Regions from separate parts of the Macaca mulatta genome. Here regions 2 and 3 are each linked to region 1. A link is a contact called in public Hi-C data. All regions are on one chromosome and are shown on one strand. Each heading gives the region's core, a stretch centred on a gene start, on an enhancer-like site or on the middle of the called end of the contact. The rest is flanking DNA. Distances are from core to core; before and after follow the strand shown.

Region 1 (2,747 bases), core at 178-2,677:
GCCGCCCCGCCCTGCCCCCTGGTGTCAGCCACGGGCCTCAGCAGCCTGGCGTCCTCCTGGGAGCGTTTTTCTGACACCTCTGAGGGACCCGGTCCCCTGACCCCCTGGCCCATGCGGTCTGCCCAGGTCTTTGCGGGCGTTGGCTGTGTTTCAGGGAAACCTCCGAGGCTGATACCTGGCAGCAGCCCTGCGAAGGACTGCTCAACCACTCACTTCCCGACCACCGTGCCCCCAGCAGCTCTGGGACGCCGGGCTCTGTGGGTGGGCTGGGTCGGGCTGCAGACATGGGTCACTGTCCTACAGCAAGGACTGGCTGCGAGAGCAAGGAGGGGACCAGGGCTTTGGGATGTCAGTCCCCGAGCTCCCCTCTGCTGTCCCCTGCACAGGCGCAGAAGGGCATGGCCGGAGGGTCAGGGTGCCCCAGCTGGGTTCCTGCACTGCCGCAGGCCTTGTCCTGTTCCCGCCCACCCCCACCCCCCCACCGCCCCACCGCCCCAGGCTAGAATCCCACCGTCCTAACATGCCGAGAACTCTGGCTACTGCTGGAACTGGAACTGGGCTTCCTTCCTGGAGAGCCTATCCCCTGGGTCACCTGATGAATGTTTCACCCTGTTCCAGAAGCTTTCCAAGTCTCTGACCAGAATGCCTCCCCATCCCTTGGCTCCTGTTGCACAATCTGCAGCCTACAGTGACCACGCCTGGCGCAGGCCTCTTCTCGGGCTCTGGGAGGCTGGCCTCTGTGAACGCTGGGCTGAGCCAGCTTCTGACCCAGGAGGGGCCGAGGGCTGCCACATTCTCACCCCGCTCCAGGTTTGAGAAGGTATTTCCATGGGAAGCCTGTATCAAATGCGTACCCTTCCTGTGTGTCCTCACGTGTGTGCAGCAGTAACTGCTACAAGGCTACAGTCGGCACTGCTGAGCCAGGGGTGGTCCCTGAGCTTGTCTGAACCCCGCTGAGTGGAGCTCGATTGACAGGCAAGTGTTTGGTGTTCCCCTGGCTTGTAGAAGGGCTGATGTTAGCTCCTGAGACCACCATGTGTCTACTGCAAAAGGACAGCTGCAAGCCTCCAACAGATAGGGGAAGGAGGGAATGGGGAGAAGGGGGAAATCAGTAAAATACGACGTTTTCCAGCACCTGGGAGAGAAGGGGCTCTTGCACCAAAAGCCAGAAACTACTCTTCTGGGGGAGGTGGCCATCTTTCCTGGCTTCATCCCTCTCCCTGGCTTGGGAGGGAGGAGGAGATCCCCACTGGGCCACTCCAGGCAGGCGCTCAGCCAGTGGGCATCCAGGTCAAGCAAGCCTGGGTGCTCCAGTGTGAAAGGAACCTTAAACTCATTGGCCTAGGACCCCAACCTTCTTTCCACCCTCATCCAGGAGCCCTTGTTTTGAAAGCTTCTGTGTATTAAATAAATGACAATTAAATCAGAAAAATCTGTGTGACTCTTTTTTTTTTTTTTGAGACTGAGTCTCGCTTTGTCACCCAGGCTGGAGTGCAGTGGCTCGATCTAGGCTCGCTGCAAGCTCTGCCTTCCAAGTTCATGCCATTCTCCTGCCTCAGCCTCCGGAGTAGCTGGGACTACAGGCGCCCGCCACCATGCCCGGCTAATTTTTTGTATTTTTAGTAGAGACGGGGTTTCACCATGTTAACCAGGATGGTCTCAATCTCCTGACCTCGTGGTTCACCCACCTCAGCCTCCCAAAGTGCTGGGATTACAGGCGTGAGCCACCACGCCCGGCCCAGAAAAATCTGTTTTGAGTGTGACCCTCAGAAACTCAGTAACCTCAGGGAATTGGGCAGGGTTCATAGAGGTGCCTCCAAAAAAAAGGGAGAACTGCTGGGGGTCCCCCTCAGATACCTCCACATGTTACACTTTCCTGCAGGACTGGATTTTTTTTTTTTTGAGACAGAGTTTCTCTCTTGTTGCCCAGGCTGCAGTGCAATGGCACAATCTCGGCTCACGGCAACCTCCACCTCCCAGGTTCAAGCGATTCTCCTGCCTCAGCCTTCCGAGTAGCTGGGATTACAGGCATGGCCACCACGCCCGGCTAATTTTGTATTTTTAGTAGAGACAGAGTTTCTCCATGTTGGTCAGGCTGGTCTCAAACTCCCAACCTCGGGTGATCTGCCCGCTTTGGCCTCCCAGAGTGCTGGGATTACAGGGTGAGCCACGGCGCCCAGCCTAGGACTGCATTTGAGCTAAATGCAAGGAGTGCCAGTTCCTGCCGTTGACGAGACATGGGCCTCACCAAGCCCTGCCCGCTAGCTCTAAGCCTCTAGGATTTCAGACAAATCCTCAAACATAAACACAGAGCCCTATGGATCCTCTCAAGAAAAGCAAGGCAGGGGCCCTGCCAATTTGGTTATGAGAAAGATTTCATTAGCTTTGTTGTATTTGGCTTTTGTGTCACGGGCCCAGTTATCACCTTCTAGAATCTCCCTTCCTCCTTGTAAACTCCAGCTGAGTTTTAAGGCTCAGAAGTTCTCAGGGAAAGCAACATTGGATATTAAGACCTGAAAGTTGGTTTTGTTCTTTTTTTTCATCAACTAGCCCTTCTTTTATGTCTGTTCGTGGCCAGACGTAGTCTGCGGCTTCACGTAGCAACGTCTGATTAAATGAAGCACAGCCTATCCTGGGGCCATAGACAGATAATTACAGTGCTTAATTTTTTCATTTGATGAATAATGAAAGCTGTGCTCATTTTGTGTGTGTGGGAAAGAGACAACTTTAATATATTTGAACTTGAA
Region 2 (2,747 bases), core at 183-2,682, 230 kb before region 1:
TCGTCAGGTGTGGTTGTGCAGGCCTGTAGTCCCAGCTACTTGGGAGTCTGAGGTGGAAGGATCACTTGAGCCTGGGAGGTGGAGGTTGCAGTGAACCGAGATTGTGCCACTGCACTCCAGCCTGGGTGACAGAGTGAAACCCTGTCTCAAAAACAAACAAACAAACAAACAAAACAAAAGCAGAAAACATGAAACAGCATAACAAAAATAATACCAAAAGTATTAGTTACAGTGACAAATGTGGGTAGTTCAAATACCTCTATAAGAAGACAATCAGTTAACTAAACTCAAAAAACAATATCCAACTATATGCTGGTTATAAGAGACACAATTAAAATAGAGTGAGGCGTGGAATGTGATTCACGAAGGTAGGAGCCGTGTCTCTGTGACACTCTGCAAAGCTCAGTTCTGAGACACCGCGTGGCATACATATAGGAGATGCTCACTATGGATTTGCTAATGACAGCAAAGGAATGAACGAAAATATGCTAGGTCAATTGCAAACAAGTAAGTGAAAAGAACAGATGTCACATTTTTAAAGAAAAAATTCACAGAAAATAGAATCTAAAACAATAACTATGAAAATAAGGCAAAGGAGGTCATTTTATTTTTCTAAATCATGAAATGACAACTTCCACAATCCTTCTTACATGGGAAATATTATTCCACTAAAATGTATTAAATGAAAACTTTAAAAATACAAGTAGAAATTGACAAAAATGCAATTGCATGGGGTCGTTTTACTGTATCGCTCACACTTTTTTTTTTTTTTTTTTTGAGACAGAGTGTCACTCTGTCGCCCAGGCTGGAGTGCAGTGGCACGATCTTGGCTCACTGCAAGCTCCGCCTCCCAGGTTCAGGCCATTCTCCTGCCTCAGCCTCCCGAGTAGCTGGGACTACAGGTGCCCGCCACCACGCCCAGCTAATTTTTTGCATTTTGTAGAGATGGCGCTTCACTGTTTTAGCCAGGATGGTCTTGATCTCCTGACCTCGTGATCCACCTGCCTCAGCCTCCCAAAGTGTTGGGATTACAGGCGTGAGCCACTGCGCCCGGCCTCACTCACACTTTTTGATGGAGGCAGTATATCAAAAATCCACAGGCATATGAAGGCTTAAATAATGTAATCAATATTACTGATTGAGTAGACACTGCTAACGAAGTCAACCCCCACCCCCCAACCCCCTCTGACACACACCTACACACACACACACACACACACGTTTGTTCAGAGTCATCAGTTGTCACGTGAGCTCTTTCTTTTTTTAAGAGGAGCAGTGTTTCTTGAGGCCCAGATGCAGGCTGGTGGGTGGGTGAGGTTAAAGAAACACCACGGCAAAGGTTCTCTCTTGGGGCCTCTGGGTTCGGTTTGAGCTCCTGGGATTGAGATCGGTTTGAGGGCCCAAAACCAAGATTTTCTTGAGCAATCTGGTAAATTTTTAGACCATGAGGTCATAGTCTGAGGTCATCTAGCTGTTGAAGGGGAAGTCTTAGAGGCCAGATTAGGGAACAAAGGAAGCCTTACTTAGTCTAGGTGAGAAAGTGTGGCTTCAAGCTGGGTTTGTACTCTTTGATCTTTCCACTGCTGTAGGGACATAGGCCATGCTCGGTGGAGGACTGTGCTCTTGGCAATGGGATGGAGGGTGGAAGGCTCAGCAGGCCTTCATAATCTTGGTGTAACATGAGTGTGCATATGACTGTGGTTATAGGCTATGACATGTGAGTCATGTCTATGTTAAATTTTATATAAAAACAGAGAACTGGCCAGGCATGGTGGCTCAGGCCCATAATCCCAGCACTTTGGGAGGCCAAGTGGGGGAAGATCACTTGAGGTCAGGTGGTCAAGAGCAGCCTTGCCAACATGGTGAAACCCCGTCTCTACTAAAAATACAAAAATCAGCCAGGCATGGTGGCAGATGCCTGTAATCCCAGCTACTGGGGAGGCTAAGGCACGAGAATTGCTTCAATCTGGGAGGCAGAGGTTGCAGTGAGTCAAGATTATACCACTGCACTCCAGCCTGGGCAAAAGAGCGAGACTCTGTCTCAAAACAAAACAAAACAAAAGAAAAAACAAACAAACAAACAAAAAAACCACCAAAACCAGAAAACTTTCCTTTCCAGAATTCAAGCAATATTTATAAACATTGATGAAATATTGGGCCACAGAGAAACCTCAATAAATACCAAAAAGCAGAACATGTAATGAGGTTAAAAACCTCAATGCAATAAATCTTCAAGTCAACAACTAAAAGTTTAATTTTTTAAATGCCCTGTATGTAAATCACACCCCAATTTTTAAAATCTAACCCCTTGAAACTTAAAAATAAAATCACTGTCCTAAAGAAACATCAGCTCACCGAGAAAAACAAAACTGCATTTACATAAGACGGGAATGATGAGAAAATTGCCCAGCAAAACTTACGGGATGTGGCCACGGCCTGTTTTTATTACTAAGCAAGAAGAAATGAAGAGCCATGTGATGAGTAGTAAACAGATGAAGTCAGAAAAACAGAAGTCAGATGCGAGGAATGTGCTTTAAAAGACACACACGTCAGGACAAAAACAAAAGTTGTAACTGAATTACATGAGAAAAAAATATCTAGTCTTGATAAATAACACTAAGGGCTGTTCTGAGAAGAGACTGGTCCCCCTGCAGGCACCGGGTGGGGAGACTAGGATGCCAGCCCAGCTGCTGACTTCAGCTGAGCCTCTCTGAACTCCCTGTCTCCCTCCATCTGCTGGATGAGAG
Region 3 (2,747 bases), core at 163-2,662, 180 kb before region 1:
CACCTCCCCCATGAAGTCAAGAATCCACATAAAACTTTTGACTCCTCAAACATTTAACTACTGATAGCCTGTTGACTAGAAGAAGCCTTGCTGATCACATGAACAGTTAATTAACACATCTTTTGTATGTGAGATATATTATATTCTGCATTCTTACAATACAGTAAACTAGAGAAAAGAAAATGTTATTAAGAAAATATAAGAAAGAGAAAATATATTTAGTATTCATTAAGTGGAAGTGGATCATTATAAAGGTGTTCATTCTCATTGTCTTCATGCTGAGTAGGCTGAGGAGGAGGAGGAAGAGGAGAAGATGGTCTTGCTGTCTCAGGGGTGGCAGAGGCAGGAGAAAATTTACATAGAAGTGGACCCACGCAGTTCAAACTCGTGTTGTTGAAGGGTCAACGGTATTCATCTTTCATATTAGGAAGCCAGTATATTTTGTCAGATACTCATAAATCACAAAGTAGGAGGACAAGTATTTTATTGAAGCTGAAGGGAATAACGACAAAAACAAATTAAAAACAGAAGCGATAAAGTTTAGTCCCGAGGTGGTAGAACTGGTGTGTGTGGGGGGGATGGGTAAAGAGACATTCTATCATTCGTTTTTTGTTTTTTGTTTTTGGTATTTTTTAACCTTGTTCATATGTATGATTAGAATTCCTGAATTTTAAAAACAAAACCAACAGTCAAATTACTTCCAAAGTCCTTGAACATCATGACTCAATACTCCATAAAATAAACATATTTTACTGTTCCTTTTTCTTTTTCTTTCTTTTTTTTTTTTTTTTGAGACAGAGTTTCGCTCTTGTCGCCCAGCTTGAAATCTTGGCTCACCACAACCTCCACCTCCCGGGTTCAAGTGATTCTCCTGCCTCAGCCTCCTGAGTAGCTGGGAGGGATTACAGCCATGCACCACCATACCCGGCTAATTTTGTATTTTCAGTAGAGACAGGTTTTCTCCATGCTAGTCAGGCTGGTCTCGAACTCCTGACCTCAGGTGATCTGCCCGCCTTGTCCTCCCAAAGTGCTGGGATTACAGGTATGAGCCACCATGCCCAGCCTTACTGTTTCATTTTTTAAATCATTTTCACTGGCACTTTCTCAGTTTTACAACTGTCAGCAACTGTATACAGAGTATGCATTCTTTACCTAGACATGAAAGGAAAACAAACAAAAACAGTTTCTAATGCTTTCCTAAAGGGACAGTGCCAGCTGATAAGAAGAGTAATAACCACCCAGCCCCATCATGTTCAGGCACTTCCAGGTACCAGGGCAGATGACTTCGACTCCTTCCTGACTCGAGGCAACATGCTTACCTAGTCTCAGATCAATGAAACCTGCTCTTGTTTTAAAGGCCTCGCAGCAGGGAGCTCAGCCTGTCTCCTCTCCAGCTGAAGCAGTTCTATTTTTATTCCACGCTGTCGGATGGCTCGTGTCCAAGCCAGTGGCTGTGCTCCAGGTGCCAGACTCCCTGGCAGCACCCCTATTATGGGACAAAGCTCTGCCTGCTCCAGACAGCAGCCTGGCCACAGCCTGATCACAGGCTAGTCACAGCCCTGTCACAGACATCTGTGCACACTTCAATCTGCCCATTGTGGGGACAGCCTGCAGGCCTGCCTGAACCTGGCCAAGCCCTGATAACAGGCAGGAACCACATCTGTGAACCAGGTCACAGATTGTGAGACTGTCAAACATTTCACACCTAAAGTGAATACAGAGAAAGGAAAAACAAGCCCCACTTTTCCCACCGCCCAGTTCTAGTACAGGCAGACCTCAAGATATTGTGGGTTTGGTTCCAGACCACTGCAATCAGCAAATATCACAATAAAGAGAGTCAAACACATTTTCTGGTTTCCCAGTGCATATAAAAGTTATGTTTAAACTATACTGTAGCCTATTAAGTGTGCAATAGCATTCTGTCTGTAAAAGCAATGTACATACCTTAATTTAAAAATACTTTTTGCTAACAAATGCTAACAATCATCTAAGCCTTCAGCAAGTTTTGGTCTTTTTCGTGCTGGAAGGTCTTGATTCAATGTTGATGGTTGCAGACTGATCAGGGTTGTGGTTGCTGAGGGTTGGGGTGGCTGTGGCAATTCCTTCAAATAAGACAACAATGAAGTTTGCCACACCAATGGACTAGTCTTTTAGTGATGGACTTCTCCGTAGTGTGCAATGCTGATAGCATTTGACCCATGGTAAAACTTCCTCTGAAATTGGAGTCCATCCTCTCAAACCCTGACACTGCTTTATCAGCTAAGTTTATGGAATATTCTAAATCCTTTGTTGTCATTTCAACAATGTTCACAGCGTCTTCACAAGGAGTAGATTCCATCTCAAGAAACCACTGTTTTTCCTCATCCATAAGAAGCAACTCCTCATTCATTCAAGTTTCATCAGAAAGGAGTCTCAAAGTGGGCTTCAAAATATTCAGTAAGCCATGCTGTAAATAGGTGTGCTGTCCTCCAGGCTTTGTTCTTCCACTTCTAGAGCGTAGGCAGAGTAGAGTTAGCGTATTTTTAATGGTCCCAGGATTTTCCGAATGGTAAATGAGCACTGGTTTTAACTTAAAGTCATCAACTGCCTTAGCCTCTAACAAGAAAACCAGCTTGTCCTTTAAAGCCAGCCATTGACTTATCTCTAGCTTTGAAAGTCCTAGATGGGATCTTCCTCAAATAGAAGTCAGTTTCATTTACACTGAAAATCTGTTGTGTAGTGAAGCCACCTTCAGCAATGATCTTGGC

Evidence for each region. Hi-C and Micro-C count contacts between places; a contact is called where the count stands out from the background.
Region 2: a contact with region 1 is called in a Hi-C map of blood, with 2.7 times the contacts expected there. The contact joins the enhancer-like site here to the promoter of LOC106999105 in region 1. A contact is called at or near these places in 2 of 14 Hi-C or Micro-C datasets (blood and liver).
Region 3: a contact with region 1 is called in a Hi-C map of fetal cortex germinal zone, with 1.7 times the contacts expected there. The contact joins the enhancer-like site here to the promoter of LOC106999105 in region 1.

Annotation. Positions count from the first base shown.
Region 1 is chr7:7,962,666-7,965,412 of T2T-MMU8v2.0, forward strand. LOC106999105 reads right to left here and starts at 1,428. Exons shown (of 2, transcript XR_013395477.1): 1 at 1-1,428.
Region 2 is chr7:7,736,754-7,739,500 of T2T-MMU8v2.0, forward strand. No RefSeq gene overlaps it. Among named protein-coding and RNA genes, the nearest start is that of KLF13, 110 kb to the right of the region's middle. Within about 2 kb of position 1,433, at least 9 of the 40 cell types and tissues checked have an H3K27ac peak or open chromatin away from gene starts, as enhancers often do. A contact at or near this core is called in blood, where this site is marked.
Region 3 is chr7:7,787,554-7,790,300 of T2T-MMU8v2.0, forward strand. No RefSeq gene overlaps it. Among named protein-coding and RNA genes, the nearest start is that of KLF13, 60 kb to the right of the region's middle. Within about 2 kb of position 1,413, at least 12 of the 40 cell types and tissues checked have an H3K27ac peak or open chromatin away from gene starts, as enhancers often do. A contact at or near this core is called in fetal cortex germinal zone, where this site is marked.